2 separate regions of the Capra hircus genome follow, and region 1 is linked to region 2. The links are chromatin contacts, called in public Hi-C maps. All regions are on one chromosome and are shown on one strand. Each heading gives the region's core, a stretch centred on a gene start, on an enhancer-like site or on the middle of the called end of the contact. The rest is flanking DNA. Distances are from core to core; before and after follow the strand shown. Region 1 overlaps SMG6 (telomerase-binding protein EST1A). Region 2 holds the start of OVCA2 (esterase OVCA2).

Region 1 (2,980 bases), core at 6-2,505, 160 kb before region 2:
GGTCTGTAAAGGGTGGTGAGGCGGTCAGTCCGGAGGGGAGGGAACTCGATCCCTTCCTCATCGCTTGAGGGTCTCGAGGGTCAGGCCACCAGGTGGGGAGCTCGCAGGCTTGGGGGAATGGCGCATCCCGAGTCGGTTTCCTGTTCACTTCCCTGCCTCCCTCTGGCAGCGTCACAGTCAGTGAGCCGCCTGTCACAGAGTGCAGCCTCTGCCAAGGTAGTTTCCCCATCGGGGGACCTGGAGGTGTGAATGTAAAGGCCCCACAGCTCTAGTCTGTGGAGCCTCTGTTGTCAGCAACTTCTGCTCCACGAGAAGGAAGATGTTGGCCTTTTCATAGGCCACCAATGAGTCCTTTCCTTGGAGCTGTTATAAAGTTAAAAGTTGAGAAAATGTGGGTGAAAGAAAGGTGAGACAGGGAGAACAGAGAAAGAAGGAAGTCGTGCTTTCCCCTTGGAGGCCAGCATGCTTTTCCTTAGACTCTTTACCATGGTCGCTCCTAACAAGGACCTGCTTGCCAGGAAGGACACGTCGCAGCCTGTGCGTGAGACCCCGCCACCGGCTCTGGCTTTGTCCTGATGCTCACCTCCACGGGGCAGCTGGGGCCGAGAGCTGAGGTGGTCCAAGGGTGTTTCAGGGAAAAACAGCCCGGCCACAGGATGTAACACTCAGCTAGGACAGAGCGCTCTGTGGACTTGCTGCCAAGTACCCGGTGTGCAGCTGAGGCGGCCGTCCAGACCCCACTGTGTGGGCTGCCACTGGGAGAGGGGTGAGCAGAGCACTCAGCGGGGCTGGCTGGTGGGAAGATGCGCTTTTCCATTTCCCAGCATGTGAGTCATCTTCACTGGGCCCCTGTGCTGTGCTCGCACGGACAGTGGCAAGAAGGGGGTGTTGTGGCTGAGCTGCAGCATCTGTGCCGGGGGTGGAGCGGGAAGGGGGTTGGGGAGAGGGTAAAGATTTAAATCCTTCACTAATCAGCAGCAGTTTGAATCACATTTTTATGAGTAAGGAAGTGATAAATCAGCCCTTGAGTGTTCAGCCCCCGGGTCCCGTCAGCCGGTGCCCTTCTGAAGGCTGCCCTCCAGGCCGGTCGGCTGGCTGTCAGAGCCGCCACCCAGCCGCGGGACCCCGGCTGTCTGCAGCCAGGAAGCGAGGGCCTGCTGCTGCCTGGCCCTCCCAGGTGCTTGGGGTCTGTGGTGATTTGGCAGTCGCTGCAAGTTAACAGAACATCTGGGCCATCATTTTTCTTTCCATTCCTTCTTGGACTTGTCCTTCTGGGTGGGTGTTTGCATATGTCAGTTCCTGGACTCTGTGGAGAAGGAGCGTTCCAGCCTGGAGCAGAGGTGATATGCGTCCCCCCACGGCAGTCGAGATTCTCTCCATCTATGCCTGGCCCTTCCCTGGAGATGTGGTACCTAGGGAGAGCCACAGGGACGGCCTTATGGAAAAGCATGTCCTTTGCTATTGCCTCTTAATTCGTTTTTGTCTGGGCTCAGTGCTACCCTTGTATAAGTCCTCTTTTCAAAATACCGGAAATGATACTAATAGTGTGATTATTAAAATACTTTCCAAATGTGCTTTCCTTGGGGTCGAGAGACACAGAACTCTTAAAGAGCTTCAGGCACCCCTGAAGGCCCAACGGAGGGGAAACACTTAGATGGTCAAAGAGGCCTTTCTTAACTTACAGTTTTCCCTGGAGCTCAGGGAGGCAGAGGTCGTGAGATTTGTCCCCCTTCCGATCAAGGAAAGTAAGTTGAGTTTTGCCACACCATTTAACCAGCGAACCTTTCAGGTCTCAGCAGTGATCTTAAAACTCACAAGTTCAAGGCTATTGATACCTTTATCTCCTCCCATCGGGTGGACCCTCTGCAAGAAGCCTGCTGGAGTGGGACTGCAGAGAGTCCAGAATCCTACTAGTCTACATTGAAGAGGTTGAGGACAGAGGCATTCAAGGGATGTTTGGGTTTCCCTTAGCAGAGGGCCTGGTATTTATCAGGCACTCAGTAAGCATTCACTGAGCACATGGATGAGGAAGTCCATGGTTCCAGGCCGACCATCACTGAACAATGTGTTCCCTTCCTGGCCTGTGTCCAGAATTGCCCTTCGGCGAGTAATGGGTGGTGGCGAGATAGGTGGTTCCCAGGGTGATGTCACCACTGGTCATCGGAGAAGCGGGGCCTTCTCCACGTGCCTCAGCATTTAACACTTCAGTAGCCACCCGATTGGCTGATGTGATGCTGGAGAGGGAATGGTTGACCTAAACCACAAGCACTCCAAGAATTTTAATTTTTTTTTAAAATTCTGTAATGTAAGGAAATACAGCTCTCGTTTCTTGAAGAGGAGTAATCGAAGCAGTATTTGTGGTAGGGCACCCCTGGAACCCCACTGCACCTCCCATCTGTGCCCAATTTGCTCCAGTCTGGCCCCCTTGTTTCTTCCCCCCTTTTTCTCTCTCCCTCTCTTTGTCTTTTTAAAAAATATGTTTTTATAATTCCTGGAATCAAAACCATTGCAGGCACACACTGTTTTATTTTACTGTATTATTGGATTATACTTCCTATAAATCATTGGATGTTATTCATTGGCCACCACTAGAATAACTTCCCTTTTCTGTGCCCTGGCCCCTTCTTTTTCCTCCTCTCTTTCCTCCTCTACCAGTTCATAGAGGAGGTCTCCATGTCAGCCTTGCAGAAAAGCCCTGGTGACAGCAAGAGGGCACCCAAGAGACACTGCTCGTGTGTTTGCCGTTGGGGCTCCCGGTTCTTAGGGAACGTTTAGGGGCTGGCATTGAGCTAGGGCTAGGCTGGCCTTCCTTTCGTTATCATTTATGCTCACCTTTATGGTTTGCTAGTAATCCTGAACTGCAGGAGGTCGTGGGAGCGGGTGCCACCTGCCTGCCTCCAGAGGGATAGAGACACCTGTCGACAGGGGACCCACAGAACTGGACCCCAGTGTGTGGGACGCTTGAGATGGGAGCCACTCA
Region 2 (2,700 bases), core at 39-2,538:
AGGTCATGGTTCGGGGCGGGGGTGGGTGGCGGGTGGTGGTCGAGTGGAAAGGGGATGCAAAGGCAAAGGCCTTTACAGAGCTTTCAGTTTGCAAACTGGTCCAAGAACTTGAGGTAGGCCTGGCGCTGGGGTGCGGCTGCTGGAATGAAGTGGCCACCAGAGTGGGTAAGGGTGACGGCTCCATCGAATCGGCTACATAGCTGCATACTCTCCTGAGAGGGGATGACGCCGTCAGTGTCCCCAAAAACATGGAGGGAAGGCAGTGACAAGGGGCCCTGCATGATGGGTTCCATGAGGCCAAGGCCCCGCGGGCAGAAACCAGATACAAGTATGACAAACCGGGGCAAAGGAAAGCGGGGATCACCGCCTTGGCCAAGGGCACACACAAGAGCTGCTAGCGCGGCCCCCTGGCTGAAACCAAGGATCCCATCGAAAGGCCCCAGCTTGTTCAGTGCCTGTGCCACCATTCCCAGAGCTTCCTCCAGACCTCTGCACGCCGTGGGTTCTTCCAGGGCCAAGAAAACGTCTGCTTCCTGTTCGGAAAACCACCAGCCTCGAGGCTGCTCCTCCGGAGGGCAGGGTCCTACAGCGATGAAGGGGAAAGTACAGAGTTAAGGCAAGGGGAAATCCAGGGGGAAAGAAAGAAAGGGAGTGAGGGAGGGTTTGGGAATGAGGGAAACAGGTGGTTGAAGCAGAGTAGAAAGTCTGGGGAAAATGAGGCGGAACAGACTGACCTGAAGAGGAGATGGGTAGAAGTCTGGGAGAGCCAGGCAGGACTTTGAGCAAGGGGCTAGGTTGGCAGAGATGGCGTGTATGGGTAGAATGAAGTGGGAGGATGACGGGAATGTGGGGAGGGACAGGGTGGCTGTGTGCAGGCAGGTGTTACGCGGACTAGGCAAGACAGAAGACTCTGGGCGCATTTCCGGGCAGGGCTCCTCTCACCAGAGTCTGGCCTGGCGCCCTCCGACCCCGCTACGTCCACGACCGGGTGCGGGCCGCTGAGGCAAACGAGCTCTGCGCGGCCCCGCAGCGCCTTCCGCAGCGCTCCGGTCTTCTCACGGAAGCCCCGCTCACTCTGCCGAAAACCCGCCAGACACAAAATCCGCAGAAGCGGCTGCGCAGCCATCATGCATGGCGCCTGCGCGCCAGAGGAACCGGAAGCAGCCTTTCCCCGAGCGGAAGTTGAACGCGAAGTGGGGGACCCAATACAGCCACCACCTTGGAGGCGGGCCACAGAGCAAGCGGACGTTGCCATGACAACACGGAAGAGGGTGCTGCAGGTCCAGAGGTAGGGCGGATACCTGGGAACCAGGAGCGTCTCAGGGAGCGATCGCCGACACCTCCTCGCCTCTGCAGCTGCAAGCCTCGCAAGCCGCGGCTGGAGAGGGGCGCGCGGGCCCCCCCTGAACCTGGGGTGGCAGACTTTGGTCACGGTCCCGCTTCTGCGACGTTCCCCACCCTGCTGTCGTGCATTTCCCTTAGCGGCCGCAGGGGGGCGGCCTCGGCTCGCGCCGCCTCGGCGGCCGCGCCCAGACCCCTCGGTCTTCCTTGGAGTCCCTTCCTACCTTCTCTAGGCCCGGCCGGCCTGGGACCTGGAGCAGCCGATCCCGCCCGTGGTTCACCGTCCACGGCCCCAAGGAGCTGCTGGCGTAGAAGTCCATAGGGTAGGGCTGCTGCCAGGAAATGTCCCTCAAGGCCACCGCCGCCTGGGGGAGAAAATCTGGACAGTAACATTTGCCAACATTTTTCTACGCAGGATTATTTAATTCGGGCCTCACAATGACCTACGAAGGTCCTATTATACCCATAGCATAGAAAGGAAATGTGAGGCTCAGAGAGCAGGAAGGGACTTGCGCAAGGCCACACAGCTAGGAAGTGCCTCCGCTGTAACTTAAGTGCTGCTCCACTGAGGACTCCTTCCAGGACAGAACTAAGGGTGAAGTCCGTTCTCCCCCAGCGATTTTCAGAACCTAGTGTTACCTCATAGGGCGTGAGCAGCGGCTTGGGGAAGGCTGTACCCCAGTCGATGGACAGGCGTGGACATGCCACCTGCACCCACCTATAAGAAGGGAAATCAGGTCAGATCCAAGGGGCAGGGGGTGGGAGTGGGGTTGGGTGGCCTTCCTGTTCCTGGCAGCATGCTGAAGAACATGACTGTGTCCCCAACACACTCAACGGAGCTTACTATTAATTCGAAAGTAAAGACTCACCCACTGCTGTTTAGAATAGCATTGTTCTCTTCTGTTTCCCCCACTGTGAGCTTTTTTAAGGTTTTTATTGAATTTGTTACAATATTGCATATCTTATGTGGGATCTTAGCTTTCCAACGAGGGAATTGAAACCTGCAGCGCCCCCCAACACTGGAAAGTGAAGTCTCAACCACTGGACGCCCAGGAAGTCCCTGACTATGAACTTTCTGAAGAGAGGGCTTGGGCAGCATGTTTGCCATCAGACCCCAGGATAAAATTTAGTGCCTGGTCCAATGCAGTTGCCAACCACCCCTCAAACTCATCTCACACAGAACAACTATGATGTAGCCGTTGCCTGTGAGCCCCCAAGCCAGACAAAGTTGGGTTGACCCACAGCCAAAAGTAGCCCCTGCGAGATGAGTGCCCTCTAAACGTTAAAATTTCATGGTCACAGAAGCACTGACTCCAGCCTGCAATAGGTAATGGGCAGAACCCAGATTCTACGCTTCCT

What was found. A called contact is a pair of places that touch in the nucleus more often than the background predicts.
Region 1: a contact with region 2 is called in a Hi-C map of blood, with 3 times the contacts expected there. The contact joins the enhancer-like site here to the promoter of OVCA2 in region 2. A contact is called at or near these places in 3 of 5 Hi-C or Micro-C datasets (blood and liver).

The regions. Positions count from the first base shown.
Region 1 is chr19:23,017,571-23,020,550 of ARS1.2, reverse strand. All of the region lies in intron 10 of SMG6 (telomerase-binding protein EST1A), which reads left to right. Among named protein-coding and RNA genes, the nearest start is that of SMG6, 58 kb to the left of the region's middle. Within about 2 kb of position 1,255, at least 2 of the 5 cell types and tissues checked have an H3K27ac peak or open chromatin away from gene starts, as enhancers often do.
Region 2 is chr19:22,859,448-22,862,147 of ARS1.2, reverse strand. OVCA2 (esterase OVCA2) reads right to left here and starts at 1,288. Exons shown (of 2, transcript XM_005693319.3): 1 at 943-1,288; 2 at 1-583. The coding sequence starts at 1,255. The coding sequence ends at 84. DPH1 (diphthamide biosynthesis protein 1) reads right to left here. Exons shown (of 13, transcript XM_018064404.1): 10 at 1,981-2,059; 11 at 1,566-1,706; 12 at 1,302-1,409; 13 at 1-583. The coding sequence ends at 1,320.